7 separate regions of the Mus musculus genome follow, and all the other regions are linked to region 7. A link is a contact called in public Hi-C, HiChIP or PLAC-seq, Micro-C and promoter capture Hi-C data. All regions are on one chromosome and are shown on one strand. Each heading gives the region's core, a stretch centred on a gene start, on an enhancer-like site or on the middle of the called end of the contact. The rest is flanking DNA. Distances are from core to core; before and after follow the strand shown.

Region 1 (2,733 bases), core at 145-2,644, 700 kb after region 7:
CGCAGCATTTCCCTTGTACTCCTGACTCAGAAAGCGCCACATCTTAGAGCAGTTCTCAAAGAATATGGCACTGACTGCTTGCTGGTGCCTGCTACCGTTACACAACCAACATCCAAAGTGAGGAGCAATTACACCTGAGAGGTGTCTTACTCTCAGAGTGCCGTGCCAGGAAAAACTAAAGATGCCAACAAAAAGAGACCTTCCCCGTCCTTACTCTGCTACCACTGTTACAATGATTCCCCTGGACTTTTTATCTTCCTCAACATGACCAACTCAGAACAGGTGGCAAGTTTTCCTCTTGCAAATTCTTAAAGAGAAAGAAAGCGGGCAGCGAACGCCTTTAATCCCAGCACTCGGGAGGCAGAGGCAGGCGGATTTCTGAGTTCGAGGCCAGCCTGGTCTACACAGTGAGTTCCAGGACAGCCAGGGCTATACAGAGAAACCCTGTCTCGAAAGAAAAAAAAAAAAAAAAGAAAGAAAGAAAGAAAGAAAGAAAGAAAGAAAGCAAGCAAGCAAGCAAGCGGGCGATGGTGGCACACACTGTTAATCCCAGTGCTCGGGAGGCAGAGGCAGGCAGATCTCTGAGTTCGAGGCCAGCCTTGGTCCACGGAGCTCCAGGGCAGCAAACGCTACACAGAGAAACCTTATCTCGAACCGTCTCCATTCTCCCGCCCCAAAAAGAAAACTTTAAGGGAAGCAAACTGAAGGATGTGCTTGCTGCAGTCTGTCTGATCAGCTTGGAACCTTGTGAGGTAGTTTTAGAACGTAAGACTCCAGGTGTGAAAAGGCGCGAGTGCTGGGAATGGTGGAAAACACAGTTCCAAAAAGATCACTTCCTCACTCTCATCTCACAGTACCCAGAAATGGTTCGCCCCAAACCAGACTCGTACTCATATATAAATCCAGGAGTCACAAATACAAGTTTCCCTACACCACTAGGCTTATGAGTTGCTTTTTTTCTCTGAACTACCCAAAGCAATGCAGGGTGAGTTCACGTCCCTATTTGTGGTCATACTGTAGGCACCCCTCACCCCCCCACCCCCCGGCCACTTCTCCCAACCGCAGGGACGCTCCAGGACCCCCCAGGCCAAGGGTAGAGCTCTGGAGCGCAGTGCACGGCACTCACCTGCACCGCGTGGCTCAGCCCCTCCAGCGCCGCGTAGTTGAAGGAGTCCACGTGCGCCCGCGTCAGGTCCTGCAAAGCTGCCTTTTGCTGCTCTGGGGGAATCCCGTACGAGGGGTCGGTTAAATGCTTTAGGCTGGGCCCGCTGGGCAGGTTCCGCCACCGGCCGTCGACATCCATGCTTCTGCCAGTCCCGGACGGGAGACCGGAGCTAGGACGCTACTCGTGGCTGGCTGGAATGGCCGGACCAACCCCACAGCCACCCTACCCCGTGGCCTTCTGGGAAATGTAGTTCCTCTTGTTCGGCCCGCCCCACACTGGTCCTTTCTTTTCTCAGAGTCGACTGGAAACTTACACCATGGCGTGATTAGACCGGTTAAAACTACGCGCAGACATGAAGACACGCCTTTAATCCCAGCAATCAGGAGGTCAGGTATCTGTGAGTTCGAGACCAGTCTGGTCTACAAAGAGAGTTCCAAGTCATTCAGAGTAGTTACACAGAGCTGTCTTGAAACACCGGGGTGGGGGTGGGGGTGGGGGTGGGGGTGGAGAGAGAGAAAGAGGCTTCGCTGTTTTGTAACCTGCAAACCATACTAAATCCTGCTCCACTTTAGTGTGTGACCTCTGTGACCCATATTAGCTTAATTCGTTAATTAGGACCTGATACAAGACGTATCTTTAAAGGTTCCCTTCTGTCCCATTCTGGAGTTTTCCTATTGCACCCTGATGCAGACCTCAGGAGACTCTGGATTCTTGGCTTCAACTAAAATGGAGGTGTGGGGCACCAACCTGTCATTTCTTCTCAACTTGTCTGTTTATTAAAATAATATTTATTTATTTATTTTTGTTTCTTTGTTTTTTGAGTCAGGGTCTCTATGTAGTCCTGGCTGTCCTAGACCAGGCTGGCCTGGAACTCACAGAGGTCCATTGTCTTTGCCTGAGTGCTGGGTTAAAGGCATGTGTCACCCCCAGCCCCCTCTTTCTCAAGTCTTTGTTTTTTTGTTTAGTTTTTCTCATACATTGCATTCCAACTGCAGTTTCCCCTCTCTCCACTCCTCCCAATCTTCCTCCCCACCCCCCTTCTCCTCCAGATCCACTCCTCCTCTATTTCCCTTCAGAAAAGAGCAGGCCTCCCTGGTATATCAACTGAACATGGCATAACAGGTTACAATAACACTAGGCACAATCCCTCATATCAAGTCTGGACAAAGCAAATCAATAGAAGAAAAGGGGTCCCAAGAGCAGGCAAGAGAGTCCAAGACAGCCCCTGCTCCTACTGCCAGAAGTCCCCCAAGAGCACCAAGCTATACATCCATAACATGAATGCCGAGGACCTAGCTCAGAGCCACACAGGCTCCAGGACTGTCTCTTCAGTCTCTGTGAGCCCCTCTGAGCCCTGCTTAATTGATTCTGTGGGCTGTGCTTATGTCTACTCAACTCTTAATGCATGAAGCACATCAGCAGGACGGCAAGCAGTAACCAGGCCATGCTACCCAGAAGAAAGGAAGCCACCCCAGCCTGCTTCTGGGCAATCAAGAGCAAGAGGTAGGAAGGTGGTTGGATAGTGTCAGAATTCGTGCTGTTTCTAGTGTTTGGCTTTTACAAATATC
Region 2 (2,852 bases), core at 12-2,511, 860 kb after region 7:
TCTTCATGAGATTTAACCAGAGAACAAAGTCTATGTTGGGCTTTTTTGAGACTTCCTTTGTCAATGCAATTAATATATATATTTACCTTAGCCCCACATAGACTCTCAGACAAGGGCAAAAAGCAGCCACATTCTTCACCAAAATACCACAAAAACAGTCTCTATGCCACAAACTGAAAATTCTTCTCTGAAACCTCTTGGGCCTGGTCTGCACAGTTATTCTCAGCAAGTCTTCCATATTCCTACTAGGATGGTCCATTAAGCCCCATTTAAAACATTCCACCGCTTTCCAAATCCAAAGTCCTGAAATCAACATTCTTCCAAACAAAAGCATGGTCAGACCTATCCCTGGTACCAGCTTCCATTTTTTTTTTTCTTGGTTTTTCGAGACAGGGTTTCTCTGTATAGCTCTGGCTGTCCTGGAACTCACTTTGTAGACCAGGCTGGCCTGGAACTCAGAAATCCACCTGCCTCTGCCTCCCAAGTGCTGGGATTAAAGGCGTGCGCCACCACGCCCGGCTACCAGCTTCCATTTTATTTAGGGTTTTACTGCTGTGAACAGACATCATGACCAAGGCAACTCTTATAAGGACAACATTTCATTGGGGCCGGCTTACAGATTCAAAGGTTCAGTCCATTATCATGAAGGAATGAGCATGGCATCATCCAGGTAGGCATGGTGCAGCAGGAACTGAGAGTTTTGCATCTTCATCTGCAGGTCTCTAAGACTGCACCCCCCCACCCCCCCACCCCCAAATAGTCTTAATACTTAGTACTTTCTATTGAATTTGCCTGCTTTAAATATATTTATGTGTTTACTCAGAAGAGATCGTCTAGGTTCCTTTTTGTGCAATTAATTTTGCTTGGTCACCTGTCAATTTTAAAGGGGCTGGAAGAGATATATGGCTCAATAGTTAAAACATAAAGGTCTTGCGTTCTGTTCCCAACACTCATGTCAGGTGGGTTACAATAACTGGCCTCCGCGGGCATCTGCACTCATTCTCTCTGTCTCTCTCTCGTACATATAAAAATAGCACAGCTTTCTAAAGAAGAATCCTAAAGATTATTTTAATTTTTTAACGACATTGTAGTGCTGCACTAAGGAACGAATCGGACATAAGTACAGAGAGTTGCGCGTGCGCAGCTCAGGCACCGAAAGCCTCCCCACCAACGGTGAGAACTGCGCATGCGTGGTAGGGCTGGCCAGGTCGCGCGGAGTCGCGCCCAAGCAACATGAGCGCGAGCGCGTGCGCGTGCGCTGGGCGGAGCGTGTGGCCCTTGGCGCGACTGTAGCCTCCGCTTCGCTGGTTGTTCAGTACCTGCTCGGCGTGGAGAGGAACGGTCCCTGTCTGAGTTATGGATTTTGAAAATCTCTTTTCAAAGCCCCCCAATCCGGCCCTCGGCAAAAAACCGGCCGCCGACCCTGAGGAAAGGTGATCCCCACGTTCTGGTCCTTTGCAGGGCACCGCTTGGGCTCCGCCCCCTCGCTCCTGGAAACCGGCGAGCCCTGGCTGGCGCGTGGGCCGGGACCGGAGCGGGGAGGTCGGAAGGGGAAGTGGGGTGGAAGTCAGAGTAGGGACTGCGGGCGAGGGCAGTGGCCGGGCGGCGGGAGGAGGCCCCAGCCTCTGAATCTGCCCCCAGGGGCCGGCTGCTCCCCTTGCACGTGCGCTTAACGTGTTTGCTGTCAGTCACCTCCGAGGTGGCTTTGCCGGCACCTCGAGAGTTGAAGGATACATAGACTGCTCTGCCAGTGATCCTGAACCAGAACTCCCAGAATAAAGCAGCAAGCATCATTTCGGCTTAGTTTTTCTGTTAATTTGGAAAAGCGTGTTGTTAATCTCGTACTTAGTCAGAGTGCGGGATTTCTGTGCAGATACCCACTCACTTTTTAGGTTTTTTTGGTTTTTGGTTTTTTTTTTTGGTTTTTTTTTTTTGGTTTTAATTTTTCGAGACAGGGTTTCTCTGTGTAGTCCTGGCTGTCCTGGAACTCACTCAGAAACCCGACTGACCCTGCCTCCCAAGTATGGGATTAAAGACATGTGCCACCACTGCCCGGCCCACTTTTTAGTTTTTTGAGTTGATAATGCCCTCAAACTCCATCTCTCCTAAATCCTTGTCTTCTATGTTCTCTCTTTCCTCAGTGGAACCCTTGACACATCCTTCACGAGTTTTTTTCCACCCTCATTAAGATAACATTACAGTGTTGGGCTGGGCCTATTAATCTCAGCATTTGAAAGGCAGGCAGATCTTGGGAGACTGGGACCAGCCTGGTCTAAATAGCAGGTTCCAAGCCAACCTCAGCTACATAGGGGAAACACTGTTTCAAGGGGAAAGGATATATGTATATGTTCACTGCTCAGTCTCAAATACCTTAGTGGAAACTGTTAGCCTAATTGGGCTACCATAGCTTTGCTGTGTAATTAATGTGAAACTTTTTTTAAAAAAGATTTATTTGTTTTATGTATGTGAGTACACTATAGCTGTACAGATGGTTGAGAGCCTTCATGTGGTTGTTGGGAATTGAATTTTTTTTAAGGACCTCTGCTCGCTCTGGTCAACCCCTCTCAATCCAGTTGGCCCTGCTCCATCAGTCCCTGCTTGCTCCGGTCCAAAGATTTATTTATTATTATACATAAGTACACTGTAGCTGACTTTAGACGTACCAGAAGAGGGCGTCAGATCTCTTTACGGGTGGTTATGAGCCACTATGTGGTTGCTGGGATTTGAACTCAGGACCTTTGGAAGAGCAGTCAGCGCTCTTACCTGCTGAGCCATCTCGCCAACCCTAATGTGAAACTAAAAGTTTCACATCAACCTTAAGAAGAAAGTGATGGTCTCACATTACAGATGAG
Region 3 (2,908 bases), core at 379-2,878, 980 kb after region 7:
TTCTCTGCTTGTCAAAAGAACCTGCCATTCTTCCCAGTGGGATTCTTACTATCTGAAGTACGCTTGACAAAGATCTTTTGGTACATGCTCAAGCAACAGTTTTCATGGAGCTGATTCACAATGCTCTTATTTTGAGTTTGGAAACCGGCTTAACTGCATTCACTAAAAAAGCAGCAGGAAACCATAAAGTGTGCTTCAACAAACATTGCTTTTTATTGATGAGAAATACAGCCATAGAGATGGGCAGGCCCTATCGTGGTAAGTATACAAAGACATGTTTCATTCTCTCTGTTCTAAAAGATACATTTCTGACAACTTGATATAAGAAAAAAATAATCATCCTGCTTTTTGCAAAAAAAGGCTGCTGACACTACCAGCCTGAGCTACACAGGAAATAAACTCAGCCTGAACAAAGCATATGACAGCTAAAAAAAAAAAAAAAAAAAAAAAAAAATACTGGGCACCTACTCAGAAGAATCTCAAACGCAATGAATACACTGAGCCGGGCCACAGAATGAAGCCTACACTTGAGCCTCTGCAGTTTTGTGTTTGGAAGTATGTGCACCTTCTGATACTACTTTTGGTTGAAGGAATATAAATATAAATGTCACCTTTAGAACTTAGACGCTGTTTCCACACATCCCAAGCAGATCTGGGCGAGTCATCTGACTCTGGACTCAAGACAAGGCCGCTTCCCGATATCCTGTCTCTTTTGCAAGACTTTGCACAATTTGGTCTCTGCCTTCTTCCCACATCATCTCTTAACCATACAGGACGTCAAGTTCTCTAACGGCCTGCCCAGTTACGGAAGTTTTCATCCATCAGACTCGCCCTTTAAACACTCTTAAGCAAACACCCTGTTCCACAGACACGCGCAGAAGTCATGAACACTAAGGAATATACAGAAACTCAAGAAAAATAAGAGAGGCGAGGTGACTTTATGCACGACTGTAGAGCACACTCAATTTATGCTCTAACAGAAAGGCTAGACAAACCTTGTGGCCTTGTGGATGTGGCCCCAGTAGTAGTAACCTAGCCGAAGTATTCGGTCCCAGCGATGCCGCTGGGAATGCAGAGATTGGGGCTCTGAACTGAAGAAACAAAAGCAAGATCTAGAGACACCGTGTCAGGACAGTGAGAGGCGGGTGGAGAGCCTCGCGAGCAGCAACAACATTTGGAAAGGGAAGCCGTCTTAGGAAAGCACAGTGGGACCGCTCTTCCCAGAAGCCTAGGCAGAGGAGGGGGACGCTCCCTTCCCAGAGCCCACTCTAGACAAAAGGCTCAAGAAGCGCGTCAGAGGACCCACCGCTGGTCCCAGAGAGCCCTAGTGAATGTGCCCAAGGCCAGACTGGTCCGCAGGCGGAGCTATCCAGCCAGGGCCCTGGAGCCTAAGAAGCGCCACGCCTCAGTCCCTACAGAGCACTTACGTCATTGACCGTCCTCGTCCAAAGCCCGAGCTCGGGGACTGCGTCCACAGCCGCCGGGACCCAGCACAGGAGACACAGGGCAACTCGCAGCAGCTGGGCCCCGGCGGGCCGGCGGCAGAGGAGGCTGGGAAGGAGGCCAGCCTCAGACCGACAGGCGGCAGCCATCTTGACGCGGACGCCGCACCTGCGCTCCCGGAACCCGGCCACGCCCCGGGGCCGCACCTGGCTCAGCTCCGCCCCTGAAGGGGCGTGCCCACGAGGGGAACGAGAGCACGGGCGTGAATGCGGAGGGGGTCTTGGGCTGAAGCGGATAGGCGCTGTTAGAGGAAATAGGCTCAAACCTGGAGCAGGGCTTCAGGGCCAGGCCTGGAAGGAACCGAGGAAGTGTGGAGGGAAGGGAAGAGAGTCCAGAGGGAAACCCGCCCACGGAGGGGGCGGGGCCTGGGAGGTGGGGCCGGGTGGAGGCGGGGCTGAGAAGGTGGGGCCGGGAGTGGAGGCGGGGCCAAGACCTTAATTGGGGCGGGACTATGGGCACGGGGCGTGGTAGGGAGGCGGGGCCTTCCCGGGAGAAGGGAAGGCGGAACCAAAGTGTGGAGGCGGGACTACAAGATTAAAAGGGCCGAACCTGGGCGGAACTAGAAGCTGCTTTAAGGGGAAGGTTGTGTGTAGAAAGATGGAGGCGGGGAAAAGAACAGGGAGAGGAGGGGGAGGAAAAAGAGGCAGGGCCTTAAGGGAAACTAGAAAGGAAAGACCTGGCTGCAACGCAGTTGAAAGGTCAGCTTGCAGAGCAGGGCCCCGAGGATAATGGGGCACTCTAATGACAAGTTGCAGAAATGAAGATCCTAGTACTTGGGAGGTGGAGGTAGGAGGATCGTGGGAATTCAAAGACAGCCTATAGCCACATAGCAAGCGTGAGACCAGCGTGAGCTGCACAAGCTTGTCTAAAAGCAAAACAAAATACTTGTCAACTAAGGGGAAAAAATTGTTTCGAGAGCAATAGTCAGGTCTCACCAGTAGGTGGCACTAGGAAATTGATGTTTTATATGAATTTGAATCTTTCCTGAAGGTGTTTTTTTAGTCCCGATTAGATTCAGTAGGAGTTACTGTTTATACCTCTAATTTCCTTATTTTAAAATAGTTAACTATTTTTCAAGCACATTTAAGTTCACAGTAAAATCGAGAGGAATGGATCTCTAGAAAGTTCTAATATCGCCCTGGTCACCAGCTTCCTCTGCTAGCAACATTCCACACTACAAGGAGTACCTTTAATAGAGACCATTAAACCAGTAATCAATTCAGAACTGTATCTTACGGCTCATTAAATATCTCACAGAGGTATCGATCTCCGAGTAATAGACTAAACAGGGAGTTTACCTTATTGAAGAGCAAATGGAATATTGAGATGGTCCTGAGGTTAAAGGCACTTGCTGCCAAAGCTGACTACCCACAAGGTCCCAGAAACAGACTCTGGAATGTTGTTC
Region 4 (3,058 bases), core at 500-2,999, 620 kb after region 7:
GTGTGTGTGCTTGTATGTGCATGTGTGTCCTGTTACTGAACCCAGGTCTTCATGTCAGTGGAATAGGCAAGTACTCTAACTGGACAACAGTCTCACCAGCCCCTCAAATTCAGTATAAAGATGAAATTCCCGAGTTGAGGATGTAGTTCACTCAGTAGAGTGCTAGCTTAGCTTGTTCAGAGCCTCAAGTTTGATCTCCAGCATCAAATAAACTGGGCTTAGTGGTGTGGGCCGGTAATCCTAGCCCTTTGGGAGGTGCAGACAGGACGAGCAGAAATTCAAGGTTGTCCTAGGTTTCATAGTTCAAGACCATCCTGGACCCTGACTCAAAAAGTTTAAATTCCCTCCCCCTCGTTCTCCCACCCTTGAGATCTTTTTTAAAAAATGTGTGGGTTTGCCTGCATGTATGTCTGTGTAGCATATGTATACTGTGTCGGAGGAGGCCAGAAGAGGGTGTCAGGTTCCCCTGGAACTGGAGTTACAGAGGACTGTTAGCTACGGAGTAGGTGCTGGGAACTGACTTCAGGTCCTCTGAAAGAGCGATCAGTTATCTCTCCAGCCCAGTGCTGTCCCTTTGACAGACTGATCACTGCTATCCTAGAAAGTATTTGATAAAGTTAAAAGAACAAAGACCCTGGTAAGTTAGCCTCGGCCAAATCATAGTTGGATCGTTCTTATCAGCTTTCCTCATGGAGGTGGAGTGCCCCCTATCGGAATGGCTAGAAAGTAGCCGCTCCCCCACCCCCATGTCTGCAAGGTCTTTCTCTGTACAAGATGTGTAGGTAGTGTTACCAGGACACAAACAGAATCATGACAACACTTTGCAGTGTAATTTCATGATTTATATATCAATTATGTTTTATGAAGTTATTTTTAACTGACTAAAAGGTTTTATAGCTGGAATGTTGCTATATTGGGATGGAAGACTGGAATAATCTTCCCCAGCCCTGCATTCCTCTCACCTCTTGCTCAAGGTGAGGCTATGCTAGGCAGGAGGAGGGGCAACTGCTTATCACCTGCCACTATTCCCGTTGAATGTCCAATCACCTCCTGCCTCTCTAGGCCTAAGAGCCACTTTGTATCCCCCCGCCCCCCCCCCCCCCCCCGCCCCGTCTCTAAAGTCCAGGCTTGTTTTCTTAATTTCTTAGATTAGTAAATCTAAACATGCTATTGTAGGCATTCCTGAGCTCTATGAACCCACTGTTAACTCTCTACTCCTTGGCCAAGGACAGCTTCTGTCATTCTGAGACAGTGGCCTGCTTTGTCCTTCCATGGCCTGCTGGATCCCTCTAAGTCTCCCTAGAAAAATACGAAAAGGGGCCAGGTGTGGTGGCACACGCCTTTAATCCCAGCACTCGGGAGGCAGAGGCAGGTGGATTTCTGAGTTCGAGGCCAGCCTGGTCTACAAAGTGATTTCCAGGACAGACAGGGCTATACAGAAAAACCCTGTCCCGAAAAAAAAAGAAAGAAAGAAAGAAAGAAAGAAAGAAAGAAAGAAAGAAAGAAAGAAAGAAAGAGAAAAAGAAAAAGACGAAAGGGTACAATACAAAAGGAAAAAATACAAGGAACCAAAGAGGAAAAATACAAAAAGCACAAGCAGGTCCTATATCCAGACCATGAGGCCATCGCCACTGTCAGCTAACCCTGGAGAGGCTCCTTCCTTGGCAACAAGGTCAAGTTCACAGTCTGCAAAGCAGGACTGGCCAGAGCCCTCATTTGATTATAGCTTAATCCTAATCTGACCAGGTTTGGATGCAAAGCTTTCTCAGTTTAACAGTGACCGGAGTATCTCTGCTCTTTAGGACAGAGCTTTCTATCTTAAGGTCCCAACAAGTGCTTTTTGGTGTCGGTGCTAGAGTTTCATGTTTGCTGAGCAAGTGCTCTACCGCCGAGCTGCATCTCCAAACCCACACAGGAAGCCTTGTAAAAAACTGAAATGAAAGAAAATACCAGAGCACATTCAACAATGTGAGTATTATTTCCTGAAAATTGTGGTAAGGCGTGTGTGTGTGTGTGTGTATGTGTGTGTAAACTGTTCATAATATAAAATGTATTTCTTTGTGTGGGTGGGGGTTTAAAAAGTTTTGAAAATATTGACTTAAAGGAAAATATCCATTCCTCAAATAGTATACAAATATTATCAGAGCTGTGTCTTGCTCTAGGAGAAAGAAAAACAAAAGTTGGCTACCACATCTGGAAAGCTCCGGATGGGGTAAGTACAAAGGCCACCAGCACAGGATGTAAAAACCACAGTCTGAGGGGTGTCATGGGAGAAGCCACCTCCTTCTTTAGGCCTGATGGCTGGTTCTGACATTGGCTAGGGAAGGAAGGGAAATGGTATGCTTCTGATGAAGCACGGATACCAAGCCACAGCCCCAAGCCCCATGGCTGGAGCTGCTACCAAGACCTTGGTGTGAATGCTGGGAAAGGACCCAGAGTGATGGGAACAGACAGGGATGAGAAGAACAAAAGTGGGAGATATGGATATATAAATATAAATATGTATATATAATTGAGTATTTATATTATATTTAATGTATGTATGTATATGTGTATATATAATATTTTTTAAGGGAAGGGGGGTGGAACAGTGGAGGACAGCCACTTGAAGGCCAGATGTTGCCTTTGTTTCTACCTCAAGGCCTTTTTAGACTTACCTCATTACTGATTCTGATTAAGATGTATGCTACATGAGTCCATGGTCCGATAGGAATTTCTACATTTAGATTTTCCTTGTATGTTCCTGTCTGGCTAGAGCCAGTGTTGCTGTCTGGTTACCAGACTCAGCTGTGCCTCCCCTCACAAAGCACAGGGGTTTTCTCTTCTCATGTTCTCTGGGTTTCCCTGCTGAGCCCTATAGCCTGTCCTTTCGGCTATTTTGTGGATGCTTTTTTCTTTACCCTTCTCCACTTTTTCAACCCCTTAATATTAGATAGAAGAGAGAAAAGGATGGCGGGGAAAGGGGGCGATGATATTGTTAGGATAATTCCTGCTGATTAGGGCTGTTGAGTTCCTTAGGGCAAGTTTGATCTTCACAGTCAGGATATCTTTCTCTTTC
Region 5 (2,787 bases), core at 105-2,604, 670 kb after region 7:
CATATTGTATATGTATTTATGTATTGTATACATTAGCAAGATCCTTTTCTGTGCACCCCTCCACCTCACCCCCTCACCCCTACCAGCACAGCTGGAAAGTAGTGAAGGGGACACAGTGGCTGAGGAAAGGAAGAACACAGGATCCAGTAAGAATCAGGGACTTTGTTCCAGTGTGAATTGGTGGCCACCAGAGAGTTTTAAGCAAGGGATTATCATTACTAGAATCCAGGTCATTATATGGAACACAGAGGGTCTGGCAAGCCGGGGAAAGGCTGGGGCAGGTGCCCTGGCAGAGGGGAGTGTGAAAGGTGGTGACAAGCAGAGGCATGTCCACTCGGGGACAGAGAACCATGGTTTTTAGATTCTTGGATGCATAGCCAAGGCCATGTATGGGAATGGGGCTGGGACTGGTTCTGGAAGGTATTTAAACTAGAAAATGAAGGGAGTTGTGAAAGGAAAAAGCTACGATCAAGTTAGCCTCCTTTACCTCTCCAGTTGTGGGTGAACTTGGTGGCTGCACCTGCTCTGCACACTGCAGGAAGCGGCGCATGTGTTCAGCACAGTTGCCCACTGCTGCCTCATTCAAGCGAAGACACTTCTCAAAGGCTTCAAAGGGCTCAGCACAGGCCTGGCGGATCTGGCGGATGATCGGGCTGTGGGGGGTAGGGCATTTTAGACCCTGAAGCATTCAAACCCTACTGCCTGGCACCCTCTAGCCCCCAGTTGTACACTCACTGGGAGGACGTGCAGCGAGCAATGCTCATCTTAAGGTGGTGACAATCTCGATGCCACGACTCTGGCTTGGCTGCCACACATTGGCCATACTGATCCAGCTCTCGGCTGCAGTATCGAGCAGTGACTTCCAGGGCTGCCTGCCTGTGGGACAGGGTAAACTGAAGATAATCTCAAGAGAAGGCAAGAAAGAGTTCTGATTTTGATCTGTGATTGGACTAGTCTGGATTGGGGGTGGGGGGTGTAAAGATCCTGTGATAGGGACAACCAACGAGGGGCAGAAATAAGCGCCGATCCCTGCGCGTTGTGGAACAAGGTGGGATTTCCCGGGAGATCGTGGAAGTCCTAAGACAAAAAGTCTGGCTATTGTGAAGCAGGCCTGGAGTCTTGAATTCAGTCATTTCCCGTTGGGGACCGTGCAGTCTGACAAGCATGATCTAGAGTTATAGGGAGTTGTAACTCACATCTCCAGGCGAATTCAAGCGCCGATCAGTCAGGGAGAAGAGACCCGCCTTTTCCGGTATCAGGTTGTTATGGCGGCGCCCAACCCAGACCTCCTGGCCTCACTCTTCCGGTCGTCGAGCGTCCCTGCCACTCATCCCACATTGGTCCAACCTTCATGGCTGTGTCCTGCTTTGCTTTCCGCCTCACTGCCTATCCGGGAGGAGGCCCCTGTAACTACTTCCGGTCCGTCAGCTATTTTAGTTTATTTACTTCCGGCTTGTGGTGGTCGCGTTTAGTGATCACCGGAAGCAGGACTTCGGCCGTGATCGAGCAGCCAGGCACAGAGCACCAGAGCTGGTTCCCTGTAGGTCAGATCTACAGCCGCTCGCGCTGCCACTTTCCCGGCTGGAGTTGAGGCCACCGGCCCGCGTGACTATGGCTCGGCACACGCTGCGGCTGAGGCGGCAGCTGTGCCCGCCGCTGCTAGTTTAGGAACACGGGGATTGCCCTCTCAGGCTGAGCTACCAGTGGCTTTCCGCCACTGCGTATTCTCCTCCTGACTTTAGTTCCAACTTGACGGAAAGGAATGATCTTAAACGCCACATTGGGCTTCCCATCCGATTATTCACTCAGACATGTCCTTTTCCTGCCATAGGTGGTAAAGGCAGGATGAGAGTGGGTTTTATTGCTTGCTCCTTGCAATCGTGCACAAATTATTTTCTTTGTAATTTCCTTAGGTGGTGTTTGCACCCTCTCCACATTTGCCTTCAGATTATAGGGCTAGACCTGGAAGTTCATTTCCCTGTAAGGCTAAATATTCCTCATATGGAGAGGCCTAAGCTAGAGAAAATGAGCGGTAAGGTGATTACCTTAGCACGCAGTTGTAAAATGAGAACGACTGCTTTGGCCTTCATAATATACAGTGACACTTTCATTTTTGGGAAACTTGACACTCCACACTTCTAGTTTCCTTTTGTCTGGTTGCTGTCAAAAGAGTCATTAAGAATGGAATGGAGAGAACTAGATAACCCTAAGGTTTGAAGTGAAGCGGATCTGAGAAATGCAGGTCTCAAGAGTGCTTCTGTTACTGGGGTTCCCTTCTGGGGAGCTCATTAATGAAAGAACTTTAAAAGGTACTCATTTAGGACAATCAAGGGCAATGTTATTGGTCTGAGAGAAAACACCAGGACAGGCACGCTGTAAATGTCAGTAGCCGCTAAGAGGGAGCAGGAAAAGGAAACTAGGGACATGTGTGTGATGTACATGTGTGCAGGCAGAGGCTGGCGGCAGGTGGCTTCCTCTATTGCTTGACACCTGAAGCTTTTTGGAGACAGGGTGTCACTGAACCTTAAAACCCACCAGTGAACATCCAGGAGCTGTCTCCTCATCCCAACACTGGGATTCCAAGTCTGCCCTACCATGCCTTTTCTGCAGGTTTTTATGCAGGTGTTGGAGATCCACAACTCAGGTCTTCCTGCTTGCATAGCAAGCACTTTAGTCAGCCATTCCTTCACTCCCTCCCCTATTTCTTATGAAATCAGGTAACTATCTTATGACGCAATAATTGCTTCTTGAACGTTTGTCCCAGATACAAGAAGTTTATATCTACAC
Region 6 (2,959 bases), core at 119-2,618, 650 kb before region 7:
GGTGAGAAGGGGGACCCTGAAAGCAAAACCCTCCCACATATGAGGGGGTGGCCGAGCCGCTCCGAATGGCTAAACACAGCGTGGAAGAGAAAGGAGAATGAGAGGACTGAGGTAACCATCAAAGATTAAGTTCAGGAAGGACTGCCAAGAGCCTTGTAGGGAACGGTAAGGCATCTGGGTTTTCCTCCATCTCATTCACAGAGGAAGGAAAGTGAAGGAGTTTTTAAGCACACAAATGACAGCGTCTGATCTACGTTTTCGAAAGGAGTATCCAGACAGAAAGATGTTCATCCTGTCCCAGTCTTTCCTCATCCACCATCTTTTGGTTCTCTGGCTGCTTCAAGAGTTAGCAGGTAACAAGTGGTGCCATAGCCGGGGACATGAGGCTGGTTTTCAACAGAAATTCCCTATCCTAGCCAAGGGCTTCGGCCGACATCACACTCTGTCCAAGAGGGTTTGGAACATTTTTTTGCTTGTCCTACAAATATCATCACTATCAACAACAAAACCCTCTAATAGACAGGATCATCTCTGCCTCTGTAGTTGTTATTTTTAGGAAATATTAGGGGCTCAACCCCCCCCCCCCGTGGCAATTTTTAAGAATTACTGAAAGTAAACACAGGAGATGTGCGTTCCCAAGTGGCTGCTTTTGAATTCTGGGTAGCTTAAGTCCATATTTTCCTTCTTAAGCATACACAACAGTTGGGAATGGGCGGCAGAGAGGGGCCTGGGAGTAGGACCAGGAAGGGGTCTTAAGGGGAAGGTGGGAGGTGGGATGGTCACTGCGTGTGCCACCTATCTCCTCCCATTAAATGGACCTGAGCAAATCCCATTTTCGCTGCTCAAAGTTTTTTTCTTTCAGAATGAACTACGGCAGCGCCCTGGCCCGGGCCGGAGGAGGACGTCCGCAAAGTTCCAGCCTGTCTGTGTCCCGCACGTTTCCGGGACCCCCTCCCCCTGTCCACGGTGCCAGGATGCACAAGCCAGAGGCGCTCCTCCAGGATAGGATCCAGGGACCGCTCCCACGCGCGGCCGAGCCACCCCACCTCCCCGAGCCCTCCCGACGGCGGCAGGCGCGAACGCTTACCGAGCCCGGCGCTGGGCGGGACCGCGGGGGACGCGCACGGCAGCTCCGCCTCAGGACCGCGGCGGCGTCTCGGCCCGCCGCTCCCCTCAGGGCCGCCGCCCGGTCCGCTGCTCGAAGCCCCGCGGCGGCGGCGGCGGCCTCGCCTCCATGGCGAGGAGAAGCGGCAGAGAGAGGACTGGGCTGGAGGCTGCGATGGCGGCGTGGTCCAGGGGTCTGTGCAAGATGCCCCCGCGAGTCCCTGTCAGCGCCTCACTCGCCGCAGCCTCTCTCCCGTCGCGGCCTGGGCTGTAAGGCGCTTCGTCATTGGCCGTTGAGAGGCGGGCGCTGGTTCGCTGACGCCGGGCGGGCGTCTCCGCCTCCGTGAGCCCCACCCCTGCGCGCCCCGCTGCGCCGCGGAGTTCCCCGGGCGCACTGGGGGTCTCCGGGTAACAGGACAGGACGCTCCCTATCCTCCCCTGGCACACGTCTCCCACCTAGTCACGGTCCTAGGCCCCCGGGCATGGGCTTTTTTCCTTGTTTACAGATGAGGAAACTGACACCAGGCACAAGCCACACCAACTGGTGAACTCAGGCACTCGAAAGCCATCTCCATCCTTCTCCAAATGTGATCCTCTCTCTAACACACCCCGCGCCTCTGCCTCTGCCTCTGCCTCTCTCGCGCTCTCGCTCTCTCTCTCTCTCTCTCTCTCTCTCTCTCTCTCTGTCACACACACACACACACACACACACACACGAGAGAGAGAGAGAGAGAGAGAGAGAGTTAGTTGTAAGGCACTTAAAGGATGTAATTGCGAGAAGAATTTGCCTAGTACCTAGGACCGGTCTAGCTCTGAGTATGTCATCTTAAATAAACCAGCCCACATCATCCCCACCCGAACCCTAGGGAAATCTCTCTTGCTTTCCAGATGTGCAAGCTGGGCCTGATTCTCTAGAGCTGGATGGAAGCACAGCACACGGTGCTCCGCAGCGAGCGGGGAGATACTTCTTGATACATGCATAGTGGTCAGGAGAAGATTGAAAGCGCTGAGAGAGACCAGGGAAGCGAACAGCGTTCTTTGTGCATCTAGCTTCTAGGAACCATAAGTCGATTTTTTCGGAAGGTAGCAGTCCTCAGTTTAGAGCACTTTGGATGCTGCTAGACCTAGGGCGCCAAGTTAGAACTCTATGCAAACACCCTTCCTTTATTTGTTGAATAAGTAAGTGTGCGCAGACCAGAGCCAGGACCTGCAAATGTGCGTTGAAGCGGGCCTTCTTTAAACTTCCTCCCTCTGGGTAGTAAAAACCTCTCCTTGAGTTAAGATTTGTGACTCTTGATCTCCCTCCTCAGGGCCATCTCAGTGACAGTCTACAAGACCTCTATCCTGTCTCCTAAATGTCAGACTCCTGCCAATGAGGTCCGCTCCTCCTACAAGTTCCAGAAGCCCATTTCCTAGAAAGTACAAAGTCTATCAGGGATGCAAATACACAGCAAATTGAAAAGTGACCAAATGAAAAGTTGGGTCTTTCACTAGAACACAATACTTTACAAAACAAGACCAACACAGAACAAAACAAATCTGAAAAATACTGGTTCTTGGCTAAGAAAGCAGCCTCTTGGCTTTAGAGCAAACCCTACCAGCAAACTTTTTTTCTTTTCTTTCTTTTTCTTTCTTTCGGTTTTTTGTTTGTTTGTTTGTTTGTTTGTTTTGTTTTGGGGTTTTTTGTTTTTTTAATTTTTTTGAAATTTTTCTTATTTACAGTTAACCTATGACTCCTGGTCCTTTTCAGAGCTCCCTACCCCATTAGCACAATCAAGAGCCATCTTGGAAGAAAAATAAAATAGAAAAAAAGGAACCAAGAGAAAGATAAGTGGGAGCTCCCTGTTCTCTGCTG
Region 7 (2,960 bases), core at 404-2,903:
CTTACAATAAAATCTGACAGGTGCTCCAAAAAGACTTTAGGAAATCTAGCCCTAAATCCCACCCAGTCTGCTAAATTCAACCTCAGATAGGGAAGGAAGGCAGCAATATATCTGCAAAGATCTGTGAGGGCCATGCTGGCTTACAAATACTTCAAGGACACAGGAATTTGGAGGCCGGAGTCCCACTCTTTCAAGCTGATTAACCTTAATCGAGCTGTGTTTGTGCCCACTAGGCTGAGTTCCTCTATTTATAGAGCAGAAGCTTAATTTACTGTTACAGATATTATCCAAATCGTAGCGCTCAGATTATATAGCTGGGATTGCGACTGTCCAATTTCCCTCGCCCTACCCCCTGCCCCAGGAACTCAAGACACTTGCAGCCCACTGCCTCTTCTCTAGTTTACACAGGAAGGCAAGGTGTTTGGCCTCCTGGAGCCCCATGGTTCTGCAACAATCACTGCTCAGACAGCCCCAGGGGTTATGAAAACAACTGAGATTGTAACAGGGCAGGGAAAGCTGCAACCTGTTTTGTTATGCGACAGCTCTTGGCCCACCTGAGGGGGTTATTACTGGGTGCGTGAGTTATTAACCTGTGGTGCCCTCAGGGACTAAACCAAGAACCAACTGAATGATTGTCTGCTCTCGGGTGAAGGGTTGGGGTTCTCGGAGGAAACCTCACACTTGAAGACAAGGTTTGGGAACAGAATTGGAAGAAACTAGAAATCAGGAAAGGAGAATGGCATGGGTGGGTCTGCTACTTTTTTTCCCCTCTAGGTTCTGATGAGAAAGAGGCATGAGGGGGCTTCTGCAGTTCTACCAACTACTTTGAATCCCACCAGGACTACTCTTCATCCATCTTTTAAAATGCTAGGCTTGTAATTATGGCTCACACCTACTGAGTGAGTACTTAAAAAGATCAAGGTTAGCACTTGGTGAGCTTGTTAGGGAATGTCAGCTAACGGCTGGGGAACAGACTGATTTCCTAGCAAGAAAGAAGGTCCCAAAGCCGGGTCAAGGACCTTAGCGAGCCAGAGACAGTTATTAGAACTGAGTGGTTCTGAGAACAAGGGGGTCCAGGAGAGGGCAGGACTGCCGGCTGTAGTCTACCTTTGAGCGAGGTCTCCACCAGGCGCAGGTAAAGCTGTGAGTTCTTGTTGCCGTGACTCATGCGCTGGGCTAACCCGTTGCGCTGTAGGACGCACTCCTCAAACTGCACGATATTCTGGTGCCGCCGCTTGAGACTGGTGAGGGCCCAGAATTCTGCTAGTGCCAACTCCACGTTCTCGGGAGCGTCGCAGCGGATCTTCTTGACTGCCACCCTGGCCCCACTGCGCCCAGCCACAGCCTCATAAACCACGCCGTAGCTGCCGCGCCCGATCTCCGCCAAGAGGCTGTAGCGCGGCCGTGCAGGAACATCCCCGCCGCCGCCATCCGGCCGCCGCCGGGCCAGGAAGGCCTCGCCCGGGACCTCGGCCCCAGCCGGATCCATGGCCTGGGCCGCCGGCCTCAGCTTCTCGCACAGTACCCGCTGGACTGGGCTTCGCCTTTTCCGCTCCGGGCTTTTTGTCCCTCTGCGGGCTCCGTTCTCTTTCCCCGTTTCCATGGCTGCGGGGGGCGGGGGGAGCAGCAACGGCGCCGCCCGGGCCCCCCTTGCCTCATCCCTCCGTCTAGCCCCGAGATGTGGAGGAGCGGGACCTTGGATGGTGATCTAAGGGCGAGAGGGAGAAGTTAAAACCCACCGGGCCGAGAAGGGTAGATGAGGAACTTAAAGCGTCCGGCGTCCCACCTCCGCCGCCGGTCGCGGCCCCTTTAAGAAGGAGCCACCGTCTCGAATTGAACGGGGGAAGGGAAAGGAAAGCGGGAAAGACGGAACCACCGGGAAGTACCGAGGGAGGACCGGAAACCGAAGCGCAAACCGTCCCCTCTCGCCGACTTATCCGTCAGGAGCAGAAAAAATAAATAAAGCCGTAGGGATCGTCCCCATCGAAGACGGCCGGCTTAAACTTTCCTGGGGCTTAGCCCCCTCTCAACGGCCCCTCCCCACGTCCTACCCGGGCTTCTCCCGGTGTAAACAGTCCCGTGAATCAAACCCAGGAGAGCCCGGCGGGACGACCCAGACCCCCGGGGACAGCGGGCGAAGGGAAACCGGCTAAAAGATCGGCTTCCGAGGACGACAGGCGGAGGCCCCGGTGACGCCCCCGGGACTACGGTGGGGCGCCGGGGCTCCCGCTTCGGCCCTCCCTTCCTCCCTCCACTCCCTCTTACCTGGCCGGCGCTGTTCCTCTTCCGGGCGAACCGGTTCCCCCTTGGAGCCCGCGCCGGAGGATGGTCCGTTCCGAGCCGGGCTTGTCTGCAGAGCCGGGTAGGGCGCGAGGCGGGGAGCCTGGCTGAGCGTGTAGCGCGTCGCGGCGCTGCTCTTGTGATGACAGCAACGCTCCCGGGGGAGGCCTCGGCTTCCAGGTTCCCGTGGCCGTCCCCGAGTTCACGCCAGCTGAGCACTTTACGTAACCTCTTTATGTAAGCTGCACCTCCCGCCGCCGCTCTGGTCAGCGGAGATTCCTGGTGGCCCATCCCCCAGGAGGCCAGCGGAGAGCCGCGCCGCCTCTCTGCAGCCGAGGTAGACCCAGCCGCCGCGACAGCCCGGAACCAATCACTGGCGAGAACACCCAGCCAACAAAAAGAGCGCGCCAAAATCCCGCGATTTGTACCGAGGGCCTTCGCGAGGCGCCTGCACTCCGCAAACGCCTTTCCGGACTTGACCTGCATCGTACCTCTACGCCCGCACTCGGCACTTGATGCTGATTGGGGGAATGGCTTAGGTGTAATCGATTCACAGCTGAGACCAGGGTTAGAACGCTAATCTCCACGCCCACTAATGACCCCAATGATCTCAGCCGCACTTAATCCTCAGTATCCTTCTCTGCCAAACCCGGGTGGTCCGCACTTCCAAGGTTGCAAAG

Evidence for each region. Promoter capture Hi-C pulls out the DNA fragments that hold promoters and counts their contacts. Hi-C and Micro-C count contacts between places; a contact is called where the count stands out from the background. HiChIP or PLAC-seq counts read pairs in DNA pulled down with a chosen protein or histone mark.
Region 1: a contact with region 7 is called in an H3K27ac HiChIP or PLAC-seq map of embryonic stem cells, with 4 times the contacts expected there. The contact joins the promoter of Polr1b here to the promoter of Stk35os1 in region 7. A contact is called at or near these places in 2 of 115 datasets of contacts at active chromatin or transcription factors (bone marrow-derived macrophages and embryonic stem cells) and 1 of 9 other capture datasets (liver).
Region 2: a promoter capture Hi-C map of neutrophils shows a contact between it and region 7, with 4 times the contacts expected there. The contact joins the promoter of Zc3h8 here to the promoter of Stk35os1 in region 7. A contact is called at or near these places in 6 of 39 promoter capture datasets (the C10 cell line, the HPC-7 cell line, hippocampal neurons and 3 more), 1 of 484 Hi-C or Micro-C datasets (B cells), 3 of 115 datasets of contacts at active chromatin or transcription factors (astrocytes, embryonic stem cells and extraembryonic endoderm stem cells) and 2 of 9 other capture datasets (adipose tissue and macrophages).
Region 3: a Micro-C map of embryonic stem cells shows a contact between it and region 7, with 5 times the contacts expected there. The contact joins the promoter of Tmem87b here to the promoter of Stk35os1 in region 7. A contact is called at or near these places in 5 of 39 promoter capture datasets (the C10 cell line, the HPC-7 cell line, hippocampal neurons and 2 more), 1 of 484 Hi-C or Micro-C datasets (embryonic stem cells) and 1 of 115 datasets of contacts at active chromatin or transcription factors (bone marrow-derived macrophages).
Region 4: a contact with region 7 is called in an HNF4G HiChIP or PLAC-seq map of pancreatic cancer cells. The contact joins the promoter of AI847159 here to the promoter of Stk35os1 in region 7. A contact is called at or near these places in 3 of 39 promoter capture datasets (the 3T3-L1 cell line, hippocampal neurons and neutrophils) and 3 of 115 datasets of contacts at active chromatin or transcription factors (bone marrow-derived macrophages, embryonic stem cells and pancreatic cancer cells).
Region 5: a promoter capture Hi-C map of liver shows a contact between it and region 7, with 2.4 times the contacts expected there. The contact joins the promoter of Chchd5 here to the promoter of Stk35os1 in region 7. A contact is called at or near these places in 5 of 39 promoter capture datasets (the 3T3-L1 cell line, liver, neutrophils and 1 more), 3 of 484 Hi-C or Micro-C datasets (erythroblasts, muscle stem cells and uterus) and 4 of 115 datasets of contacts at active chromatin or transcription factors (acute myeloid leukemia, bone marrow-derived macrophages, embryonic stem cells and 1 more).
Region 6: a Hi-C map of CD8 T cells shows a contact between it and region 7, with 5 times the contacts expected there. The contact joins the promoter of Ptpra here to the promoter of Stk35os1 in region 7. A contact is called at or near these places in 2 of 484 Hi-C or Micro-C datasets (CD8 T cells and regulatory T cells) and 1 of 115 datasets of contacts at active chromatin or transcription factors (astrocytes).

The regions. Positions count from the first base shown.
Region 1 is chr2:129,099,657-129,102,389 of GRCm38.p6, reverse strand. It overlaps Polr1b (polymerase (RNA) I polypeptide B), which reads right to left and starts at 1,394. Exons shown (of 15, transcript NM_009086.2): 1 at 1,127-1,394. The coding sequence starts at 1,303. Gm46764 (predicted gene, 46764) reads left to right here and starts at 1,447. Exons shown (of 3, transcript NR_168333.1): 1 at 1,447-1,556.
Region 2 is chr2:128,942,429-128,945,280 of GRCm38.p6, reverse strand. Zc3h8 (zinc finger CCCH type containing 8) reads left to right here and starts at 1,261. Exons shown (of 9, transcript NM_020594.2): 1 at 1,261-1,433. The coding sequence starts at 1,357.
Region 3 is chr2:128,817,023-128,819,930 of GRCm38.p6, reverse strand. Tmem87b (transmembrane protein 87B) reads right to left here and starts at 1,628. Exons shown (of 19, transcript NM_001355629.1): 1 at 1,428-1,628. The coding sequence starts at 1,592.
Region 4 is chr2:129,179,364-129,182,421 of GRCm38.p6, reverse strand. It overlaps AI847159 (expressed sequence AI847159), which reads left to right and starts at 1,749. Exons shown (of 3, transcript NR_045264.1): 1 at 1,749-1,968; 2 at 2,163-2,212.
Region 5 is chr2:129,128,267-129,131,053 of GRCm38.p6, reverse strand. It overlaps Chchd5 (coiled-coil-helix-coiled-coil-helix domain containing 5), which reads right to left and starts at 1,354. Exons shown (of 4, transcript NM_025395.3): 1 at 1,197-1,354; 2 at 736-876; 3 at 488-653. The coding sequence starts at 1,198.
Region 6 is chr2:130,448,687-130,451,645 of GRCm38.p6, reverse strand. Ptpra (protein tyrosine phosphatase, receptor type, A) reads right to left here and starts at 1,368. Exons shown (of 21, transcript NM_001163688.1): 1 at 1,088-1,368. Gm52562 (predicted gene, 52562) reads left to right here and starts at 76. Exons shown (of 3, transcript NR_165481.1): 1 at 76-111; 2 at 202-353; 3 at 863-2,959.
Region 7 is chr2:129,800,152-129,803,111 of GRCm38.p6, reverse strand. It overlaps Stk35os1 (serine/threonine kinase 35, opposite strand 1), which reads left to right and starts at 1,653. Exons shown (of 1, transcript NR_029452.1): 1 at 1,653-2,960. Stk35 (serine/threonine kinase 35) reads right to left here and starts at 2,595. Exons shown (of 4, transcript NM_183262.3): 1 at 2,266-2,595; 2 at 1,108-1,708. The coding sequence starts at 2,571.